2 separate regions of the Oryctolagus cuniculus genome follow, and region 1 is linked to region 2. The links are chromatin contacts, called in public Hi-C maps. All regions are on one chromosome and are shown on one strand. The core of a region is the stretch at or near the end of the contact, and the rest is flanking DNA. Distances in the headings are between cores, read along the strand shown.

Region 1 (5,167 bases), core at 391-2,890, 220 kb after region 2:
TTACATTTTATGTTAAGTAGTATGAGTTCTCAGAACACTGAGATAATTAAAAGATGCATAATGTGAACACTAGTGAATCAGTAAAAATTAATTTAAAGTGGTATAGCAGAAATTCAATGATGAAATACTCAGAAATATTAGATTAACCCCAAAGAAAGCAGAAAAGGAGAAACAGAAGAACAAAAAGAAGAGGAAGCAGAAATAAAATTTCAAAATTACAGATCTAAATCCAATCACATTAAATGTAAATGGACTAAAAATTCCAATTAAAAGTCAGAGATTATCATAATGAATTCTTTTAGAAATCAAGATCAGACTATAAGCCATCTACACAAGTTACATATGCTTTAAGAAAAACATAAGCTATAAAGATTGGGAAAAGATTTACTAGGCAAACAGTAAGCAAAAAATAGAGTGGTTATATTAACATCAGACAAAATAGATTTCAAGCCATCAGTATTAACAGAGATAAGAAGAGACAATTCATAATAATAATTTTAAGAGATCAAATCATCAGTAAGACAAAGAGGCCTATGTCATAAAAATCCTGTGCATTCATCCAATAACACAGCTTCAAAATTCATGAAGCAAAAATTCAACAACTAAAAAGAACTAATAGAAAAATCGATTCAACAACCATAAACAGGAAGATTGTGATAACTTCCCTCAGTAAGTAATAGGATTGGGCAAAAAACCCGTAAGAATAGAAAATGAACAACACTATTAATACTTAACTGGACTGATATTTATGGAACCAACTGACACTTACGTGACCACGCAGTGGTAAAATACACATTCCTTATACAGTGCACACGGAATGTTCATCATGATGTTCTGGGCTATGAAATAAGTATGAATACAATTCAGAAGACCGAAGTCTCGGAGCATCTCTTTGGGCCACAACAGGATTAAAGTAGAAGTAACATGTACAGAAGCCCCCAAGTGTGTACTGGACATTAGACACACTTCGAGCAAAGGATCAAGCATAAGGGAAATCAAAAAAGTTCTCACTGAATGGGAAGGAAAGCGTAACATATCAGAAATAGTAAAATGCAGCTAGAGCAGTGTGTACAGGACAACTCATAGCCTTAACCGTGTGCGTTTACAAACCAGAAGGGTGTCCTCCACCAAGAATGTATCTGCTCGTGGCAACCAGGAAGAGGAAACCAAACTCCAGGTGAGTTAAAGAAGCAAACATCACTGAAGTAGAAACCAAATCAGCGGAATCAAGGGATGAAAGTCTGGAAAAGATTTTTTAAATGGATACACCAGCAACTAGATTAGTGCGGGGAAAAAAATACCAACTACCACAGTCAAGACTATCCGGACAAGGTTCCCACTCTGACTGACATCTAGTGAGAGAAACTGTAAAAGTCACACAAATTGGCCTCTTTGTACGGAGTGCGGTGAACTCAGAAACACCTGCCGTGCAGGGACACGCCCACTCAGGTTCGGGGCGGCGACCCCGCACCGCAGTACCCGGACGTCAGCTCGCCCCGCAGCGTGCGGGACCCCGGAGCCTGGTGGCGGCCCCGCCCCGCGCCGCGCCGCCCCGCCCCGCGCACACGCCCCGCCCCACGCCGCCTCCGCCTTTCTGCGCAGGCGCAGGCTTGGCCGGCTGAACCTGGAGGTGTGGCGCCGCTGTGCGGCCGCCGAACCGGACCGGAGCGCTGGTGAGGTGGCGAAGGTCCGACCCAGCCGCTCCTGCGCCCCGCGATGCCGCGGACAGACCCGCGGCCCCGGCCTCTCTGAGTAGGTCTCAGCACGCCAGGCGCTGAGGGAGCCCATGGCGGAGGCCTGCGAGCCCGGCCGGCGGGCATCCGCGGGCGGCGGCAGCCTGGCGGCGGCGGAGGAGGAGGATGAGGAGCGGGAGCCGCTACTGCCGCGGATCGCCTGGGCCCAGCCGCGGAAAGGCGGCCCGGGCAGCGCCGTGAGGCTGCCGGAGGCTGCGGGGGACGCCCCCCGCGAGGCCGGCGACGAGGAAGTGCTGCTGCCTCCCGGGGACTCGCCCAGCTGCCCGCCCCGGGGCGTGGGGGTCCCGCGGACGTCACCCGCCGACCTGGACCGGAACCGCCTCTCGGGGTCAGGTGCGAGCCGGCTCTCCCCTCTGTGCGCTCAGCCCCCCGTTCGCGCCCTGCCCGCCTGGGCACCTGGCCTCTCGCTCCCGCTGCCGGGGTTTCTCGCCCGGGCTCCTGCACCCGAGGCCAAGGGTTGTCTGCTTCCTTAGGCCTCCGCCCAGAGAGTGTCTGGACTCGCGGGAATCAAACCGAGCACACTGTCAAGTGACGTCAGTTCGCTCCAGCTGAGACTCGAGTTTTGAATCGAGAGCTCGGAAGGAGCAGAAAGTGGCCGAGTTGTGAGTTTCCAAGGGTGGATGACAGGAGGGCGATGCACAGCGAGAATATTGTTAGCGCTGGGACACGTCTCACAGCCTTTTCCTAGTAAATATTGTGACGTTAGCTAGGGGCCACACAGGCCTGACTTGCTGGTGCTGCTTTCTGTCTTGGGAAGTTTGGCTCCCTTGAGTAGCTTCAGTATTTAGGCTTAAAAAGAGAGAGGAACCCGTTTTCGTTAGTGATGGGCCTCAGATGAAAGAGATTAAATGAAGAAATATGGGGGGCTGGCGCTGTGGCATAGCGCGTTAAAGTCCCAGCCTGCAGCGCGGGCATCCCATCTGGACGCTGGTTCGAGTCCTGGCTGCTCCACTTCCCATCCAGCTCTCTGCTATGGCCTGGGAAAGCAGTAGAAGGTGGCCCAAGACCTTGGGCCCCTGCACCCGCGTGGGAGACCTGGAAGCTCCTGGCTCCTGGCTCCTGGCTCCGGATCAGTTCAGCTCTGGCCGTTGAAGTCATCTGGGGAGTGAACCAGCAGATGGAAGACTCGCTCGCTCGCTCTCTCTGGCTCTACCTCTCTCTATCACTCTGTATTTCAAACATAAAACCTTTAAAAGAAAAGACATGGAACGTTAGTAAGTGTAGGCATCCTGCTTGCAAGCATGGATATTTGTTGATAAAGGGAAGTTTTTAAATGTCTGTTGGTATTTATTTGAAAGGCAGAATGAGAGAGAGAGAAAGGTCTCTTCTATCCACTGGCTCACTCCTCAAATGCAGTGGACAACTTGCGTTTTGCCAGGCCAGGAGCTTGGAACTCCATCTGGATCTCCCGTGTAGGTAGCAGGGACCCACTCACAGTGGCAGTCATCGGCAGCCTTGCAGGCTCATTAGCAGGAAGTTGAATTGGCAGCAGGGTAGCTGGGCCTTGAATGTGGCACTGCTATTTGTGATGCTGGAGGGCTGTGGGCTTTACCCACTGGGCCATAGTGCACGAGGATTGAGTGAGTTTGGGGGCAGGTGGAGTGAAGTGGAGTTAGGCATATGGTATAATTAGAGTAGACTTGGAAGAAATGAAGACGGGCTGATGTGTAAACTGGTGATTTTAATACCTACGTGCTGGTCTTATGGTAGATTAAATGAGATGATATTGTACACTCAACTTTGACTCCCTACATGAGAAAGTTTTCATTAATATTGCTTAGTTTTTCTGGAGTTAGATTTCACACGTCCTGCCACTGATACACTAATACACCTTCTGAAGTTGAAATAACTTTGCACAGATCGGTCACATTCTAGTTGAACTTACATTCAAACATATTTCAGAGTAAATGAATCAGGCCCATGAGAAGCAGTCTGTCCACTTGTTAAGCTTTAGGGAATGTGTCTTACATACATGTTACATTGTCTTGCCTAATTGAGGCTTTGACAGTACAGTGTTTAGCCAAATAGACATGAAATTGGAACCATGATCTCAAATGGGCCTGCATTCACGTGCATTGGCAATTTGGATGTCTATTATCTAGAATCTAGTCTGTGAAGCAACTACTAAGCTAAGCTCTGTGTCACTAGCTTGCCTTTTTTCTACAAGTTAGCTTGTGTAACTAGATTTTAAAATAACCAGAAGCCTTGAAAGTGCATTTTTTTTGTGCAAGTGAGGTCTTTTGTAAACAAATAGCATGAAGACCAGAAGACAAAGTGAGAATAGAGTATCACACTGCAGATGGATTAAAGAGAATTGCTGCTTTAAAGAATTGCTTCTTTAATGAATATCACAGTTTGCTGTTTGCTGAGATCTGTGTTTTGGCTCTTCATTAATTCTCACAACAGCACAGCGAGTGTTACTCACCCACAGCCTTGTGAAGATTGAAAATTACTAAAACGGTAACCACTGGTAGTTCAAAGAATTTCAGTGGTGGGTGGTTTGCCCAAAGTCAAATATCCAGGAAGTGGTAAAGGCAGGACCGAGCCTGCTTCTTCCTTTTTCATGTCCTGCGCTTCTTCCATTTTGCTGTAGATCCCTAAGTGTGATAAAATAATTTTACATGTGATTATTATGGAGCTTTTATTTTCATAGTTTTGAATTATAAAAACTGTTTACAAATTTTAAAGCACTCCTAAAAAGTTTGATTGAGTAATTTAACTAGAGTTTTTAGTATTTTGTGTGTGTGTGTGTGTGTGTGTGTTTTTTTAGGAGCTCATTAATTTTTTTTTTTTGTTCTTTACCATCCAAAATTCCGTGAAAATTCTCTGGTTCCAAGCAATGCTTGCCTTTAGGTTACTATTAACTTCATTGATGATGCTTGACTATTTTGTTTATATACACAGGTGCTTTAACCAGTGAAGGAATGTCATGTCTGTTATCTTTATTTATTTATTTATTTTTTGACAGGCAGAGTAGACAGTGAGAGAGAGAGACAGAGAGAGAAAGGTCTTCCTTTGCCTTTGGTTCACCCTCCAATGGCCGCCGCTGCAGCCGGCGCACCGCGCTGATCCGATGGCAGGAGCCAGGATCCAGGTGCTTTTCCTGGTCTCCCATGGGGTGCAGGGCCCAAGCACCTGGGCCATCTTCCACTGCACTCCCTGGCCATAGCAGAAAGCTGGCCTGGAAGAGGGGCAACCGGGACAGAATCCGGCACCCCAACCGGGACTAGAACCCTGTGTGCCGGCGCCGCAAGGTGGAGGATTAGCCTAGTGAGCCACGGCGCTGGCTTGTTATCTTTATTTTAATAAGACATGTGACAAAGTTTGGATAGCGCATAAATCATACTCAGTTATTGGGTCAGTGCCACGGAAGAAGGGTTAGTGGCATTCCTTGGTCTAGTTAGCACTTTAAT
Region 2 (5,645 bases), core at 1,363-3,862:
GGCAAGCCCAAAGCAGAGCCATTCAACATTTGCTTTTACCCCTTGATCCAGCTGTTCCTGAAACCGCAAGCATTCACCTCATTTGTTTAAGCCCGCTGATTCAAATCTACGTCATTTTTTGAGCAAACAAATCCTACCTAACATCCTCTGTTCAACAGCCTGTCAAGGACAGGCATTGTGGCCCAGCGGGGTAAGTCAGGAAATCAGGACAGCCTCCCATGGATGAGCGCTGGGAGTGAGGGAGGGGCTGCACTTGGCACCAGCGCCCTGGGCTGTTGTCTGTATTTTCCCCTGTGACTACAACGCGCTGTCTTCCCTCTTCCCGTCCTGCCTACCCCCACTCGGGCTGCCAACCACACAATGAAACGGTTTAGGCGTCCTGCCCGCTGCTTATAGTTGGAAGGCAGGTGGTTCTGCCACAGCTTCTGAGCCGCTGGTCCTCCCGGTAGCCCCTCCTGGAGGGCCCCAGGGGCCGAAGCCATGGCCTCTGGCTTCTCCGACGTGGATTTCCCAAGAGGCGACATCTGTGGCCCGCGGCCCAACATCCACACCCCCTCCCTCGGTGCCCGGTGTTCTTAGCCCGGGCTGTCTTCCAACCGAGACCCTGAGACAAGGATCCGGTACAAGCAGAGTGGGAGGGTGCAGGGAGGGGGAATGGTGTGCAATCACAGAAGTGCGGTGAGCGAGTAAGCAAGTGAGACAGTAGGGGTGGAGGCTAACCGAGGGGCAGGGGGTGCTAAGACCTGTGTGGGCAGCCTCAGGCTCACTTCCCAGGGGGTTGCTGGCAGAGACCGGAAGGTGCTCAGCTCAGAACTGCCCCACTGAGGCACGAGTAAGCCAGGATATTCATTCATTGTGGTCTTCGTGCGGACTGGGGCCAGACCTTTCTGGTATTTCAGTTTGTCGTGTGCGCTCCTAGGGACAGAGAGAGCAAGGGCTGCACGGAGCCTTCACAGCACAGATGCTCCCCACCAGGAATTGTTTTTTTTAAAGATTTATTTTACTTATTTATTTGAGAGAGAGAGAGAGAGGTCTTCTGTTTATTGGTTCACTCCCCAAATGGCCGTAGCGGCAGGGACTGGGCCATGCCGAAGCTTCATCCAGGCCTCCCACCTGGGTGCAGGGGCCCAAGCACTTGCGCCGTCTTCGGCTGTTTTCCCAGGCACGTCAGCAGGGAGCTGGATCACAGTAGAGCAGCCTTTATGACGACGCAAAATCGACACGCATTCAGTAGAAGTCACTCTTGGTGCTCTGAATTTCCATCTTTTCCACAGTAAGGACATGTGGCAAGACGCCTTTCCTCCATGCTGGGCAGTGGTGCTGGCTGTGGCTCGAGTCAGCCAGGTCGTCTGGAAGGTAAACAACCACAGTTGCCAAGCTGTGGCGCTCAGCGGGTTAGGTGTTTTCAATGCTTTTTTTTTTTTCGACAGGCAGAGTGGACAGTGAGAGAGAGAGACAGAGAGAAAGGTCTTCCTTTGCCGTTAGTTCACCCTCCAATGGCCGCTGTGGCCGGCGCACCACGCGGATCCGATGGCAGGAGCCAGGTGCTTATCCTGGTCTCCCATGGGGTGCAGGACCCAAGCACTTGGACCATCCTCCACTGCACTCCCGGGCCACAGCAGAGAGCTGGACTGGAAGAGGGGCAACCGGGACAGAATCCGGCGCCCTGACCGGGACTAGAACCCGGTGTGCCGGCGCCGCAAGGCGGAGGATTAGCCTAGTGAGCTTCAGCGCCGGCTTTAATGCATCTTTGACTTACGATATTTTCAACTTACGATAGGTTCATGGCGACGTGACCCAGTGTAAGCCAAGGGACATCTGTACATGTACAAGAAGCATCGGCCAGTGATCCTCAGGAGAGGCTGAGGGGGAACAGGCAGAGGTATGGCTCGGAAGACAGAGAGAAGAGACAGAGAGGGTGATCCTTGGTGATGGTTCTGATCTGATGGGCCAAGCCTTACCTGAAGCCTCCGTCTAGATTTCTCATTTACCTGTAAATCCTTGGTACTAGTTAAGCTGGTTTGGGTTGAGTTTTCTATTGCAGGTTAGATGTCTCTTATCCCAAGTGCTTGGCATTGGAAACATTTTTAGATTTTGGAATACCAGCACAGACGTTACCGGTAGAACATTTCTAAGGTGAACACGTGAAATCCCAACTCCAAAACTCTTGAGCGTCTGTTGGTGTTGACAAACTGTCAGATTTTGGAACGTTTCGGGTCTTTGGGTGAGGGATGCCCACTCAGATTGCACCTGCCAATAATAAGTCAGGCAGTGCCTGCGATGCTGGCCACGCCCTCCTGAGCCCCAGGGGGGTCCTGCTGGTGAAGGGGACCTGTGGCTAACTCACCCTGGTCTCTCTCAACTCCATCAGCTCCGTGGTCCATACCTAACATCGAGCCCAGTGCTTTCGTGTTTATTCCAGAAAGATTCATATCAAGAATCTTGCTGTGGAAGCAAAAGGAGCTCAAAAAATTTCTTTGATGCTTAAGGAATTCTCACACGAAATAAATGGAAAATAAATACGGAGTTCTCCTTATCTAGTTTATATGGAGCGTAAGTATTGCCATGAAGAATGTGAGGAAGTTGAACAAAGAAAGGAAGGCAGTTTTCCCTGACACTCACATCCGTCCACAAAGTCCCGTGGACGCAGCAGGGCGTCTGGGTCCCTAAGCTCCACCTCTCCGGTACCCATCACCCACTTGGCTCAGCTTTGCTTTCAGGATTGAGTGGGGCCCGGCAGAAAAGAGATGCAATTCTATTCCTGATGTGGCCACAAGAGGGAGCGCCCAATGGTAGAATGCACCTGTAAGGAAACTGCTGTCTGGTCCCTGAACACTGACAAAGAGGATTTGATTTAAAAGGTGTCTTTGCAAGCATGCATAGTGCAATCATCGAACACTTTCAGTCTGTTCAATGAGTCCTCCGGAGAGCTGAGAAGCATTGTCCCATTAAATCGGGGTCATTTGCTTTGGGGCATGAGTTTATCCTGGGAGCTGCCCCTGCATTTTGCAAGGTGAATTTCAGAGCAACAAGATTAAAGATTCAGAAGGGGGGTGAAGTTCACACAGCCCTTGGGCCTGGCAAATTGACAAAGGAGCCAGAATGATTATTTACCATGCGGAAGCTCTGGTCCTCGTTCCCCCATTGTCTCTGAAGAATGCCCCATCACCTCCCATCCCTGCATTTGTCTGAATCTTTTCAATTCATATTGGAAATGATTCTCTCTCCCTCTCTTTCTCCTTTTTATTATTATTATCATTTTGCCAGGGACTTGGGATCATTATGAGACTGCGGGTAATGACAGACTATAATTAAGCTTAAAACAGATTTTTTTTTTCCTTTAGGAGAGAGAAGAATCCACCCGAACTGAGACTCCAGATTGCCAGGGCTGTAATTTGTGGGGCTGTCACAAAGGGGTGCTTTTTCCACATGGTGCACGGCGCTGATGAGCAAGAAGCTGAAGTTGCGGGGTGTGTGCCTCGCCCCGCGCGCTCTCCGGAGCCGGCAGAATGGACGCTTAAATAGCTAAGTAGGGCTGGGAGCTGATTACAGGCCAGATCCTGCTATTGTACATCATCAGTTGTCATTGTAGGAGCTGCAGTTGCGCCGGGATGTTTTCCCTTTGTCGCCTGCTCCAAGCTCGTGTCTAGGACACGAGTGGAACTGTAGGGTGAGTCAAACCCTGCTCGGGGAATCATTCTTCCCGTGTGTTGTCCAAGGAAGGGCTTGACAGGACTCTGGGAACGGCTTCAGCCGTGACACCTGTAGCCTGGGTATGAGCACGGCCCCTGGATTTAGGGGAAATCTCTAGCAAAGGTGGGTAGAGTTATGGCTGCGTCCTCACTGTGTGAATTTAAACAAGCGGCTTAACATCGCTCGTCCTGGTTTTCTCATCTGTGCAATGGGATTACAACACTTACTCTCCTAGTCTCAAGGTAGATTAGAGACCAAAGAAGTAAGATGTATAAAGACAAGAAAAGTATACATATTCACACACATACTCACATACATACACCTATACACACACACACTTACTGAGACATGTATAATACACATAGCAGACATGAAAACCACATATCTGTATTATTCTGGGCTGTGTGTGTACGTGTGTGTGGTTTCTTGGTATTAGGATTGGGGCTGATTTTATTGGTTCTATATGCTGGGAGGTGAAGTCTGGCCTTCATTGCCTAACAGCAGTAATAATAAACTGGTGTTGCATCTTCAAGAACAGGTGAACTCTGTGGCCACACACAGACCTACCCCCCCCCCATCTAGAAAGGCTCCCTGCTTGATTTCTTTCCTTTTCCCTCATTTTATTTGAAAGGCAGAGAGACAGACACACAGACAGAGCTCTTGCAGCCTCTGATTCACTCCCCAGATGCCTGCAACGGCCAGGGCTGCAGCACGCGGAAGCCAGGAGCCCAGGACTCGATCCAGGTCTTTCACGTGGGGGGTAGAGACTCAACTACTTGAGCCATCATCTGCTGCTTCCCAGGGTGCACATCGCAGGAAGCTGCATCAGAAGTGGAGGAGGCAGGACTTGAACAAGACACTCCAACAGGGAATGTGGATATCCCAAGTGGCAACTTAACAGCTATGCCAAGTGCCCACCCCAGCCATCTGTGGGGGGGGTCTTAATAATTTTTGAACAAGAAGCCCTGCATTTTCATTTTGCACAGGTCTCCTAAATTTAGCAGCCAGTCTTCCCTCTCCAAAAGTGGGAGTACTATTTTATCTCAAAAATGTGCAATGAGAATTAAATAAGGAAATATTTCTATGCACCCAGCCAAGTGCTTGGGTGGAGTCTGTTCTCGGGAAATGATAACTGCTCCATCGAGGTCAGCACAGCTTCATTTTCTTGTTACATCGTCCACGGCAGGCACAGCTCCCAGCCCTTGCCCAGGCAGGGACAAACTCAACACTTCCCGCAGCACTGGGGCAATGGGAGATCATAAGCGAGCGAGAACTCCCAGAGGTGGGACACTGTTTCAGTTCTCTCCAAATACGAAGGCACAATCAACTCCCTCTGTGACTGGCGCTGCAGATGGGACCTCCTGGAGGATGCTAAGGCCAGAGATCGGAGCCATGTGCTTAGCCCGGAGCGCCACGGGCTCAGAGCAGCAGCTCCGGACTGCTTTCTCTCTCTCCAGTGCTGACACCTGTCCACACTGCAAAGGACCCACACTGACCCTTTCTGATAATTTTTTTAAAGCCCTCTGAGCCCCGCTTTGCAATTCTGCTGTCACTGAAGCCACCAGGTCCAGACAGACTGTCTCACTCTGCACAGGTGCGGCAGACACACCATCTGGGATCCACCACCCACCGCTGTCCTCCTGTTTTGTAAATCCTAATGGGGTTGGACAGGGCACCCCCAGAGTCTGCCCACCCCAGAAGTGGGGGGCAGATAAACACCTGTAGGGCCCCCCTGGCCAATGGGGAGTGAGAGCTGCCAGGCAAATGCCCCCCTTTGCGTCTCTACTTTGGAGGTGCCCATGGCATCACGGAGCAGCCCCTAGAGCCCTGGCCAACTTGCTGCTTCCTCCTGCTGCTCGCTCCAGCTCCTGTGGGTCCCACTCCCCAGCAGTGAAGCCCTTGCCTTCAGGAACCCAGGTGAGGGAAGCCCACTCCTAACACAACATATCTCC

What was found. Hi-C and Micro-C count contacts between places; a contact is called where the count stands out from the background.
Region 1: a contact with region 2 is called in a Hi-C map of psoas muscle, with 5 times the contacts expected there. The contact joins the promoter of PI4K2B here to the enhancer-like site in region 2. A contact is called at or near these places in 3 of 6 Hi-C or Micro-C datasets (ear pinna, psoas muscle and an unstated tissue).

The regions. Positions count from the first base shown.
Region 1 is chr2:20,358,474-20,363,640 of mOryCun1.1, forward strand. PI4K2B (phosphatidylinositol 4-kinase type 2 beta) reads left to right here and starts at 1,641. Exons shown (of 10, transcript XM_051842324.2): 1 at 1,641-2,087. The coding sequence starts at 1,787. It overlaps LOC127490221 (a long non-coding RNA gene), which reads right to left and starts at 2,267. Exons shown (of 3, transcript XR_011386204.1): 1 at 2,151-2,267.
Region 2 is chr2:20,139,714-20,145,358 of mOryCun1.1, forward strand. No RefSeq gene overlaps it. Among named protein-coding and RNA genes, the nearest start is that of LGI2, 49 kb to the right of the region's middle. Within about 2 kb of position 2,613, at least 1 of the 8 cell types and tissues checked has an H3K27ac peak or open chromatin away from gene starts, as enhancers often do.